2 separate regions of the Mus musculus genome follow, and region 1 is linked to region 2. A link is a contact called in public Hi-C data. All regions are on one chromosome and are shown on one strand. Each heading gives the region's core, a stretch centred on a gene start, on an enhancer-like site or on the middle of the called end of the contact. The rest is flanking DNA. Distances are from core to core; before and after follow the strand shown.

Region 1 (6,781 bases), core at 3,287-5,786, 510 kb after region 2:
CTGCTGGCATATTAGGGCTAAACATACCACAAGTCTCCAATAAGGGTACCAATTGTGCAACATATAAAATATCAGTAAAAATATTAAAAGCATCATTCACAGACTGAAAGACATTCAGTATTGCTGTTAATTCTGCTAATTGAGCTGAGAGACCAGGAGTCTTATTGATTACCTGTTGATTATTTATTTATAAGAGATCCAGGGGGCTGGTGAGATGGCTCAGTGGATAAGAGCACCCGACTGCTCTTCCAAAGGTCGGAAGTTCAAATCCCAGCAACCACATGGTGGCTCACAACCATCCGTAACAAGATCTGACTCCCTCTTCTGGAGTGTCTGAGGACAGCTACAGTGTACTTACATATAATAAATAAATAAATAAATAAATAAATAAATAAATAAATAAATAAATAAATAAAAAAGAGATCCAGCTCGCTGTTTAGAGGAGCAATCAGTAAACACCAGAACAGCATTGTGTAAGGGTTGTAAAGAGGTCATACTAGGAAATATCACCTCATGTATGTTTAAATATTTTGTCATCCTATCTTGAGGGTAGTGGCTGTCTATAGTTCCTTAAAACCCTATTTGAGCAAGCAACCAATCTGTACTGTACTGCTTTAGCCAAGTGTCTTGACCTACACTGTAAGGCTAAACAGTAATATCTGGCTCTTTGTCAAAATAAGTTAGTGCCTGCTTCCTTCCAAGGATAATCATCTCAGCTACTGCTTCATAATATGGCAAGATATTACATTTAGGAGAAATCCTCGAATGTATCCACATTAGAGGAGATTTTTGCCATAACAATCCTGTAGGCATATGAATCATATTAAAAATTGACAGATGTAAAGGCGAAGAGTAATCTATATACGTGACAAATTGTTCTTCAATAGCTTTTTCCACTTGTTGTAAGGACAGCAATCCTTCTGAGGTTAAAGATCTAGGGGAGGTAGGATCAAAACTCCCTTTAAAAATATCAAATAAAGGTTTCAACCCCTCTGTAGTAAGCTTTAAATAGGGGCGAAGCCAATTAATATCACCTAACAATTTTTGAAAATCATTCAAAGTCCTGAAGTTGTCTCTGCAAATAACTATCTTCTGGGGAAAAAAAAAAAAAAACAGCTTGATTAGTAAGTCTAAAACCCAAATAATTATAAGGATCCTGAGTTTGTATATTTTTCAGGAACTATCTATAATCCTTTATCAGCTAAAGCTTTATGTAAATCTCTATAGCACAAAAGGAAATCCTGGGGGTCTTTTCCAGGCAACCCAGGACAAATTCTTAACTGTCCAAAAACAGTCTTCTTAAAAGAACAGTATTTTTTCTTATGAGTTGCATAACCAATTGCAAACTTGAGAATTAATAGCATCTGAGGGATGAACAATTTTAAGCAATTGTAAGCTCTGAGATATATATTGATAAATATACAAATTAAAGCTTGATTATTCACCATTTTAAAGCATTATCTATAGTATACAATTTAATTATGTGTGCTGAAGCAGGACGAAACTCAGAAGAATAAGCGTGTGATCCAATTCACATATACTTTTCTCCCATAGAAGGGCTGTTTTTAAACACAGTAATTGGGATGCATGCATGCATGAATTTATATAGAAGATACAGACGCATGCATAAAAACATTTTTTAACTTATCTTTGGAATAATGATTGTCAATTTTATTTAAAATGATGGTATTCAATAGGTCAAATATTAATATTCTATAATAACCAATTTAAATGCTGTTTTGAACAAGGAACAGACACTTTGTCAGGTTCTTAAGACACAATTTTTGTTATAGGTTTTCTAAAATATATGAATTTATCTTACAATTCTTTATTAGCACCACAGCAGCCTTAGTAGGATGTTAAAACTGTGTTTTGAGATGAACACCACCTTGGCCTTGCCCACCTCCAGCCCTCCTCCCAGGCCATAGAGGATAAAGCAGCCCAATCTGTTGTAGGCCAGGAAGCCCGAGCAGGGGCAGCAGAGCACCTAGCAGGAAAAGATACGGCCACCCAGGCAGATGCTCATGGGAGCAATGGAGCACACGACTGGTGCTTCAGGTCCTCCGCTAAGTTTGCTACAAAAGCGCCCACTTTCTGGCGGCATCCCATGCCACCACCACTCAGGGAAAGAAGCATACCCCATGGTCCCTCCCCGCAGCAGCCAGCAGGTGGCCAGCTCCATGTGAGCCAATGGTCGGCCAGGAGGAGAAGAAAGATGACTTTCCAATAATGCTTTCTCTTGCCAAGGAATTGCTGTGGGCACATTTAATAACCAATAACTAAAATAGGCAGCTAATATTTAATTACCATTGATTATAATTGATAACAATTATAAAAGCTTTCTTTAATTTCTGCAAAGCTTTTGTTCTTTACCAGTTAATTTGTGTCTCACTTAATAGCACCTAACAAAGGCTTAAATTCTCCTGTGGTGAGTTTAAGGTGAGGTCTTAGCCAATTAACATCTCCTGGAAGCTTTTGAAAATAAAATTTTGAAGCAAATCAATTTTTCGTTCTTAGATTTTCTGTACCACAATTTTATAGTATAACTAAAACCCTAAGTATTAAAAAGATATTGCCTCTGCATCTTTTCTGGAGCAACAGCTACTCCCCAGAACTTAAAAGCTCTTTGTGTGAGAGCAAGGATTTAAAGTTAACTTCCCTTGAGAGGCATTAGCTACTAAAATACTTTCCACTTAGGAAACAATATACACTGAAAGATTCAAACTCTTAGCTTCTTGTATTGAAGCAGAAACACTAAGAATTTTTCTTACATGAGGTAAAGCTATATTAGCCATACCCAGTGGCAAAATTTTCCAGTGATTACAAGCTCACTAGAAGCAAACTCTTTACAATTTTCCAGATGCAAAGGAAAAAACAAACTCCTAAATCTATAATAACTTTACATAAAGTAGGTAAGTCAAATTGCAATGTCCTGATAAATTCTACAGCCTGACTGACCTTTTTATAAACTTTGAATTTAAACTTTATTTAGAAGAACATCTGGATAGATCTGCAACAATGTTCTTATAGCTAAAAGGAATTTTCCCTAAAGGCAAGGAGAGGCAAGTTTCGAGAGCTTCCTTAAGCACCGTTTGCAAGACAAAAGAAAGTCACACAAGCCCCCAAGAGGCTGCTCTGATCTTAGTTCCTCTTGCTGGGAGGACAGACTTTAGAATTTTTGAGTTTCTTTTGCAATATTAGACTATAACTACAACTTTGGGAAAGCAAAATCCAATTTCAAAGCAATTTATCACCTTAGAATCAACATCAAAACTTCACTATCACATTGCGAAATTTGGCTGCCAATTTATATCTATGAATGTATGACAGTGCAAGTTTTAATGCTTCATTAAAGAGACATTGCTTTAAATATTACCTTTAATTCTACTTTCTAGGATAAGAATCACATTAAATATTATCTCAACTAGAAGTATCCTTAGAGACCCAGCCTCTTGACCTGCCTTATGCCATGTGTTGGAAAGATTCCAAACCTGAGTTACCAATTAAAAACTAACTTTCTAGTAACCAGTGTTACACCTATTTGATCATACCCAATAACTTATAAGCTAATACTCTAACAAAGAAGACATGAAGAGCATATTATACCTCTAAGACCAATAAAAAAACAAATGAAGCAGCTACACGAGTCTAATAAATTTAGACCAATCAAAGAATTTCAATTTTTCTGGCTATAATTATAAGATAAAAAAGCACTTTGTCATTTGCCAAGCACATTCATCATGATTGCAGAGAACCCTCCAGGAAAAAAAAAACATCTATCTGCTTTTTTGCCCCAAAACTAAGAGCCTGCAGACTCCCTTTCTTTGAGAGCAGCTTTTCCAGCAGTGGCTTCCCTGCTGTGCCTGATCCATGGCTAAAGGGTGTGGCCACTCTGCTGAACCAGCAGATAAAGTTTTAGCCACCTTTTATTTTCCAACATGAAACACAGAACATTCAGCCATTCAGACAACTATACACAAACACACATGGATTGACACGTGGTGCACCAGACGGTAGACTAGACATTAGATAACACAAAGAGGACAGAGAACTTCTGCTGTAGGGACCAGAGAGAAAAGGGCAGGACATTCCCCGATTTTTTCTCTGCCTCTGGGAAAGTTTCAAATCCATTTTCCTCTATATTATTTTATTATTACAAACCCTGTTCCTGCTGCCCGATGCAGCTCCTGACTGCGGACATCTGCCTGATTATTTAATTTAAACCCTTTTTCCTCTCGCCTAAAGCAGTTTTTGAAAACTGCGGACAATTGCCTGATCAGTTCCTAGTTCCGAATAATTCACTGCCGAACCTAAGTGGAAACCACCATTGGGTTAGCACTGATTCCAAACTTAGCTCGTATCCTCCCGCACCTCTAGCAACAATTTAAAAAATGAAGTTTTAAGCTAGCACTAGCATGTGAACCTATTGCTCCAGTGCTCGATAAGATCCTTTTCTTTTTCTTCCTGTGGAGCTCAATACTAAGCAGAGTTCCTCCAGCATTTTTTCTGCCATTCCTCAGGTCCCTGTTCGGATACTAGACTATTGGAAGCCGGCCCAGAGCTCACATGGACCAGGTTTCACCTAGGAGGCAAGCCGGGGCTGAAAAGAGAGGGGAACTAGGCAGTTGAGAGAAAAATGGAGCTAAGTCAAGATTTCTGATCAAAGCTCAAATATTTAATGGCAAATGTGCTTGTAAGTGGGGATGGGGGGGGGCACTCCCACCAATTCATTCTTGGAGTCTGGAACCAGCTGCAGGTAACTACATGCAGGATAGGGTGTAGTCTCCATAATAGCTCAGCGGCCTCTCAGCAGGAGGAACAACTGCAGTGGCTGAACAATAGAGTGATCTTGGGAGGAAGGTTCCACCCTAGGTAATCTCCTTAGTGGCAGCAAGGTCAAGGTCTGGCTCTGCCTGCTTCAGGCTGGAGGGTTTACACATTCCTCTGTTGAGGGGCATCTGGGTTCTTTCCAGCTTCTGGCTATTGTAAATAAGGCTGCTATGAACATAGTGGAGCATGTGTTCTTATTACCAGTTGGAACATCTTCTGGGTATACGCCCAGGAGAGGTATTGATGGATCTTCCAGTAGTACTATGTCCAATTTTCTGAGGAACCACCAGACTGATTTCCAGAGTGGTTTTACAAGCTTGCAATCCCACCAGCAATGGAGGAGTGTTCCTCTTTCTCCACATCCTCGCCAGCATCTGCTGTCACCTGAATTTTTGATCTTAGTCATTCTGACTGGTATGAGATAGAATCTCAGGGTTGTTTTGATTTGCATTTCCCTGATGATTAAGGATGTTGAATATTTTTTAAGTGCTTCTCAGCCCTTCTGTATTCCTCAGTTGAGATTTTTGTTTAGCTCTGTACCTCATTTTTAATGGGGTTATTTGAATTTCTAGACTTCAGCTTCTTGAGCTCTTAAAGAAGACCTAATTCCAACTCTTCTCAAACTATTCCACAAAATAGAAACAGAAGGTACTCTACCCAATTCATTCTATGAAGCCACAATTTCTCTGATACCTAAACCACACTAAGATCCAACAAAGAAAGAGAACTTCAGACCAATTTCCCTTATGAATATCAATGCAAAAATACTCAATAAAATCCTCGCAAACTGATCCCAAGAACACATCAAAACAATCATCCATCATGACCACGTAGGCTTCATCCCAGGGATGCAGAGATGCTTTAATATACGGAAATCCATCAACGTAATCCACTATGTAAACAAACTCAAAGACAAAAATCACATGATTATCTCGTTAGATGCTGAGAAAGCATTTGACAAAATCCAACACCCCTTCATGATAAAAGTCATGGAAAGATCAGGAATTCAAAGCCCATACCTAAACATAATAAAAGCAATCTATAGTAAACTAGTAGCCAACATTAAAGTAAATGGAGAGAAGATTGAAGCAACCACACTAAGATCAGGGACTAGACGAGGCTGCCCACTTTCTCCCTACCTACTCAGTATAGTACTTGAAGTCCTAGCCAGAGCAATTTGACAACAAAAGGAGATCAAGGGGATACAAATTGGAAAGGAAGAAGTCAAAATATCATTTGTAGATGATATGATAGTATATATAAGTGACCCTAAAAATTCTACCAGAGAACTCCTAAACCTGATAAACAGCTTCAGTGCAGTAGCTAGATATAAAATTAACTTAAATATATCAGTGGCCTTTCTCTACACAAAGATTAACCAGGCTCAGAAAGAAATTAGGGAAACAACACCCTTCACAATAGTCACAAATAATATAAAATACCTTAGTGTGACTCTAACTAAGGAAGTGAAAGATTTGTATGATAAGAACTTCAAGTCTCTGAAGAAAGAAATTGAAGATCTCAGAAGATGGAAAGATCTCCCATACTCATGGATTGGCAGGATTAATATAGCAAAAATGGCTATCCTGCCAAAAGCAATCTACAGATTCGATGCAATCCCCATCAAAATTCCAACTTAATTCTTCACTGAGTTAGAAAGGGTAATTTCCAAATTCATCTGGAACAACAAAAAACCTAGGACAGCAAAAACTATTTTCAACAATAAAAGAACCTCTGGGGAAATCACCATGCCTGACCTCAAGCTATACTACAGAGCAATTGTGATAAAAAAAACTTCATGGTATTGGTACAGGGACAGACAGGCTGATCAATGGAATAGAATTGAAGACCCAGAAATGAACCCACACACCTATGGTCACTTGATCTTTGACAAGGGAGCTAAAACCATCCAGTGGAAAAAAGACAGCATTTTCAACAAATGGTCCTGGCA
Region 2 (6,389 bases), core at 746-3,245:
AAAATATTGAAATAATCCCATGAATCCTATCAGATTACCACAGACTAAGGCTGATCTTCAATAACAACATAAATAATAGAAAGCCAACATTCACGTGGAAGCTGAAAAATACTCTACTCAATAACTTGGGAGAAATAAAAAAAGAAAATAAAGACTTTTTAGAGTTTAATGAAATGAAGCCACACATACCCAAACTTATGGGACACAATGAAAGCAGTCCTAAGAGGAAAAATCATAGCTTTAAGAGCCTCCAAAAGAAACTGGAGAGAACACACACTAGCAATCTGACAGCACACCTAAAAGCTCTAGAACAAAAGGAAGCAAATTCACCCAAGAGGAGTAGATGGCAGGAAATAATCAAACTCAGGGCTGAAATCAATGAAGGAGGAACAACAATATGAACTAGCCAGTACCCCCAGAGCTCATATCTCTAGCTTCATATGTAGCAGAGAATAGTCTAGTCAGCCATTAATGGAAGTAGAGGCCCTTTGTCTTGTGAATATTATATGCCCCAGTATAGGGGAATGCCAGGACCAGGAGGCAAAAGTGGGTACTTTGGGGAGCAGGGGGAGGGGGATGGTTTAGGGGATTTTCAGAGAGGAAACTATGAAAGGAGGCAGTATCTGAAATGTAAATAAAGAAAATATCTAATAATAAAAAATAAAAATACTTCATCACAAACTCTGACTATGTGATACTCAATTCTATTTTACCCAATTTTATAACTAAACGCACCGGAGATAATTGTGTTCTTGAGTTGTAGGAGATGTTAGAGTTCTTTTTCTGGCCTGCTGTGATATCTGGAGCCAGAGAAGGTTGTGGATATTACTAATTAATTGGCTCCATCCTTTGCAGAAGCCATCATAAAAAGGTCTGATTGATTAAATAATACCTTTAGTCAGTAATGAAGAATGGAAGCTATTGTGAAGTTGAATTTTGTTAAAATGAAGCTATTTCACTTTAGTGGCTCTTAAAGGAAATTAGAGCTTCTTGGAAGAGAAACCTTCAGAATTACTTATAACTGCATTACTAGTATTGGTTAAGATGTACAGGTTAGGTTATTGTGGTCTGGATAGATAACAATTTAACTTACAGAAATTAATTATTTATGAGAAAGATTTCTTTATGGGGAAAACTAGAATGCTTAAGAGTACATGAAATGACAGAAAAACTAGCTAATCACTTCCTTGTTTTGGGGTAGAAGTACAGTGAAATCCATGTGAAGTGGGACCTTCTGGATGGCTATACTAATATGCATCACTGAATGATATTCTGCATCAACATATGACCTTGCTTACATACATGACCTTTCTTGCAGCACACCCTCTTATGTCCCTTGTCTGCGTAGGACGGGTCTCTGGGTGCAGATGGGCAAGGAGTCAGCCAATGACAGACAGATCAACATTCGAAATTGTGTAGAATCTGAATGTATTGTCACAAAGTGAACACCAGTCTTATATAATACAGAAAATAAAGGGGGTAGGAAGTCGCAGCAGGCAAAGTACATTGAAGTTACCTGACACAAAGGAATGACTTCAAAAGGACTTACAGGAACCAGGTAAATGTTTACAATAAAGATAAAGCAATCCTGCCTAGGGTCAGCTTAAAGACAGGTAAGGATTTCACACCCTAGTCACAATTAGTGCTACTCCTTTGAGCCTTGTGAAAGCTAGCACCAGGGGGTTCTGCTCTTCTCATGAATAATGCAATACCACAACCCCCATTTCCTAGGCCCTGATAAATTCTTGCGTGAGTGTAACTTTTAAGTATCTGTGGAGAATCTCCATTTGTCAGAAGAATTCACCAACTTGCTTGTAATATGAAATGTAGCCTGCTTTACCTGGCTGTAGTGAAGATCCCTGTCTCAGTGGGATTCCCTAACTTTTACAAGGTAAACCCACCTATTAGCTAGGCCATTGTGTATGGGTGAGACTGGCTACTGCCTCAAGTAAACACTCTGCAGACTAGCCCTGAGCTATTCTAGCTCTGTTCTTTGTAATGCTTAATTAGGTTCACTGTCTCTACTAGAAGTAAATTTGAATGTTACTGAATAGGTAACCTCACTGAATTCCTACTGAATTCCCAGTTGTTTCAAGTGTTTTCTGTGACATTGGAACACACTGGCAAAGGCTTAGCTATGTCAGAATTCAATCTTAAAAGGCACTTATAATGAGGTAATACTAAAAGAGAGCACATGGATCCGTACACTAGACTAATGCAGGGATAGGGTATGAGTATATGGGTTATGAGAACACCAAAGTTCCAGGAGGTGTATTTCCGTGAAACTCTTTGCCTCGTGAGTGCTCCCAGGCCTCTCAGCCTGCCAAGCAAACTTCACTGTAGTGTGTGTAGCACATGCTGACAAACTCTTTGCTTAGAAAAACAGATGTTTTCTGTGCATATTTATACAGAAAGATAAGTAGACAATTTGTACCTGAGAAGCATCATTTATATTTTCTCTTCCTGTTCATTTACAGATAAATGTACACAAGGTTGCACACATAGGTTGCTGGTGTCCTTTTGTAAATTAGAAGTAGGCCCATGATACCAGGCAACTATGATTTATCACTTGCTCAACACACTATCATATTAGTACTAATTGTACACTTTATCCAATCTACCTACCTCTCAAAAAAAATCAACATTCAACAATGGTCTAATTTTCCATTTCACAGAGAATTAAAACAATAAAATATGTCCTCTAGTGAATGAACTTGTTCTCAGTTGTCTAACTCCTCCTTCATCATTGTCTTCCACAACTTCCTGTCTTCCACACAAAGGATGTCTGTGTACATTACAGGTCTGTGTCACAGCTCTTCCCATGACCTTTTTTTTTTCTAGCATCACCTTTATTACTTTCACTCATTCTCTTGACATGATGAACATCCACAAAGAATCAGTTCTTGTTCAGCATGATGACTCACTTCCTGCAACAAGAAGTTGAGGCAAAGAAGTTACAAGTTTGAATTCTATCCTGGGCAACTTAGTATGACTTTGACTTAAAATAAATATTCTATATTAGAAAGCTTAGTACACAGTTATTATGCTTAAAGCCTTGGACATAAACCCCTCATACCATAAAACAAAAGGAGAGATAGAAGAAAGAAAAAGAATCATATTTAATTAGTTTCCTAGATGAGAGACTATCAAATCCAAGGCCATTTGCATACTAAGGAACTATTCTACCACTGACTGCCCCTATTTTGAAGGAAATCTCCCTTCAAACTCCTAGACAGTTCTCAATTTCTTCTCCAGAATCACATTGCCTGAACACTGTTTATTCTCTTTTTTCTTCTCTTTCATGTCATCACAAATCTAGTATACTCTGTCCATTCTTCAGGGGTATTTCTTCTTGGTGCAAAAGGAAGGGGAATTATGCTTGTAAAACAAAGATCAACACACACTGCAGAGCTTCCCATTCTCAGTAGGTCTGCAACAACTCCTAGTGGAGTTTGTCATCAACTTCATAGTGATACCTTGAGGTTAGGCACCATTCTGGGGAATTATCATCACCATTCATGGGACTCCTTATCATATTTGACATATAAAGCAGATTATACAGAAAGAAGTAACCACAAAGTAAGCTTATTTCCATTTGTTCTTCACTTATTTTCTGATCATATCCAAATTAAAATAAAGGAACCTACCTAAAATAAATCAGCACCTACCTCCAGTGTAGACAGGAAAAAACAAACAAACAAACAAACAAAACAAAACAAAAAAAACAAAAAAAAATAACTCAAATTGGGGACAGTCAGATTTTGAATAGAACACTACTGTTTATACATTTTATGTGCCAACATCATCATCGTTCAGTATTTTGAGTATCGGATGTTGTTTATGTGTTGTTTTGTTTTATTGTCAGTCAATCCAAACACTTATTGCTAAACAACAAAAACAACAAAGGAGGTGGCTCAGCGGGGAAAGTGCTTACTGTGGAAGCATGAGAATATGAGTTTGGAATCCTAGCATCTATAGAAAAGACAGACCTGCTGCATATGTATGTATATAACCCTAGTTCTGAGGGGATGGGATAGGTAGATCCCAGGTACTTACTGGCTAATCAGTCTAGGCAAATGCAATAAAATCCAGACCACTCATTGAAAGCCTCTGCTTATCAAACTGAGAGAGAGAATGATGGGGCAAAGCAACCAATGTCAGTGTTGGTCTTTACCCTTCCTTGCATGCATAGGCATATGAAGCCATATTACATGTGAATATGCATGCAACACCACTCACAGATACATACACACATAGACACACACACACTCAGAAAGAGAGAGACAGAGATGGAGAAACAGAGATAGAGAGATAGAGACACTTTTGGACATACTCAAAACACACATGAGCTCAGAATTCCCTTTTGGAGAACCAAAACTATACTGTTGTACTGGCTAGTTTTGTGTCAACTTGACACAGCTGGAGTTATCACAGAAAAAGGAACTTCAGTTGAGGAAATACCTCCATGAGATCCAACTGTAAGGCATTTTCTCAATTAGTGATCAAGGGGGAAAGGCTCCTTGTGGGTGGGACCATCTCTGGCAGTCTTGGTCCTATAAGAGAGCAGGCTGAGCAAGCCAGTGGAAAACAAGCCAGTAAAGAACATTCCTCCATGGCCTCTGCATCAGCTTCTGCTTCCTGACCTGCTTGAGTTCCAGTTCTGACTTCCTTTGGTGATAAACAGCAGTATGGAAGTGTAAGCCAAATAAACCCTTTCCTCCCCAACTTGCTTGTTGGTCATGATGTTTGTGCAGGAATAGAAACCCTGACTAAGACAACTATAAAAGACAATAAAAGGAAAATAAGGAAGTTTGACAAAGTGACCCTGAACAATGTGTTTTGGGGTCCAGCTGTATTTATGCATCCTCTGCTTCCTATTTTCCAGGTTTCCAGATACTATGACTGGGCCAAAACACTTTTCTGAGGATCTTGGCAGTGTGATTTTCTCTACTTTCAGATGAAGACCTTCTACAGTCTTCGTCCTATGGTCTTTAATGAACCAGCTCTCTTTGGTGGTCTTAACTTGTGTGCATACCTTTATTCTGGATGGGCTTATACACATATACTATGTTTCGGGTTAACCAGGAGTATATATTAACATTAGAGAGTGGGAAGGAGTTTCCAGTGTAAATGAAAAACCATTCATTGGCTAGAGTTACATGTTCTGTAAATGCCTCATTTCTATGGAGAGACAATCCAGGAATCCCAGGTACTTGCTGTACAGGTTCTTAAAAGAGTGGTGGCAGGGGGTGGGGGAGTTGAACCCCAATCCAACTCATCTCCTTTTTGCTTCATACTTACCCTTCCACTCTTGCAATTCACCCTCCCCACACCCAAGAAAGGGGAAAAAGAAAAAAGAAAAAACTGGATTTGGGCCTGAGATGTCTCTGAGCTGGTCAGCCCATTGGCTCTGCTCTCATGATCTCCAGAGGACTCAACAGCAAACTCCACAAAGAGGGAAAGCTCTATGCTGCTGCCCAGCTGTGGTACAGTGTCAAGCAGGGATAGTTCTCTTCCTCTCATAAACTCGGGGACAGGTCTTCTCCATCCTGCCTCCACCTTTGTAATCTGCCTCTAGGTTGCAATCTCATTATGAAGCTCTTGTATGTCTCTAGTTCTGCATCTCTTCCTTGTGCCCAAATTCTCATTTCTCTTTCTCTTCCATTTCTCCACCATTTTCTTGTTCCTCTTAATGGTACCCAGGGTCTCTGAGTGTCTGGGGTTATCTCAGAAGTGGTCTCAGAAATGCTATGTCTCACTTCTGCATTATAGACCTGGACAAGTGTCATCTCAGGCATGCCCTGCCCTTGTAGGCCTGCACTGCTTCAGACTGTTCATCTTAGGCTAGCTGCCTGTCAAGGGTCCATGGTCATGGTCTGGTGGTTGTGTGGGGCTCACTCCTTACCAGGCCCATCCAAATGGCACCTTGTAAGGATATCTGTATTAGCATCACTCTTAACCTGGGCCCACATTTCCAGGCTGAGATGTTCTAGTTTCCAGCATGCTCCCTGTCCTGGGAGCCTGCCAATGCCTGCCTATAGCTGTACCTGTGGTTACCTCAGGCTAATTTTTTTTTTCAGAGACTGTTAAGGTACTAATCATTTAGATGTTCAAAGAGCAGAACACTGAGCATTGGCATAGCCTTTCCCCTCTCTGCCACCTCCTGATGCACATGTGATACAGCAGCCACATCCACAACTCCTCTAGGGATAGGGGATGTAGTAGTTATCTTGAACAGATGAAAATTTAGAACATGAGGGAAATAGACGGAATGAAAAGTAACTAGGTGGATATTACAGCCCAAAAAATGAAACAAAATGAAAGAAAAGAAATTGCTGTGATCAATAACGGAAGGCAAAGGGAAGTTCGGTGACTTAAGTAACAATCAA

Evidence for each region. Hi-C and Micro-C count contacts between places; a contact is called where the count stands out from the background.
Region 1: a Hi-C map of embryonic stem cells shows a contact between it and region 2, with 2.2 times the contacts expected there. The contact joins two enhancer-like sites. A contact is called at or near these places in 3 of 484 Hi-C or Micro-C datasets (all in embryonic stem cells) and 2 of 115 datasets of contacts at active chromatin or transcription factors (both in embryonic stem cells).

The regions. Positions count from the first base shown.
Region 1 is chr13:5,692,690-5,699,470 of GRCm38.p6, forward strand. The region is part of intron 3 of Gm35330 (a long non-coding RNA gene); the gene reads right to left. Among named protein-coding and RNA genes, the nearest start is that of Gm35330, 29 kb to the right of the region's middle. Within about 2 kb of position 4,537, at least 14 of the 459 cell types and tissues checked have an H3K27ac peak or open chromatin away from gene starts, as enhancers often do. A contact at or near this core is called in embryonic stem cells, where this site is marked.
Region 2 is chr13:5,183,721-5,190,109 of GRCm38.p6, forward strand. Gm24790 (a small nucleolar RNA gene) reads right to left here and starts at 6,214; the gene lies at 6,083-6,214. Within about 2 kb of position 1,996, at least 10 of the 459 cell types and tissues checked have an H3K27ac peak or open chromatin away from gene starts, as enhancers often do. A contact at or near this core is called in embryonic stem cells, where this site is marked.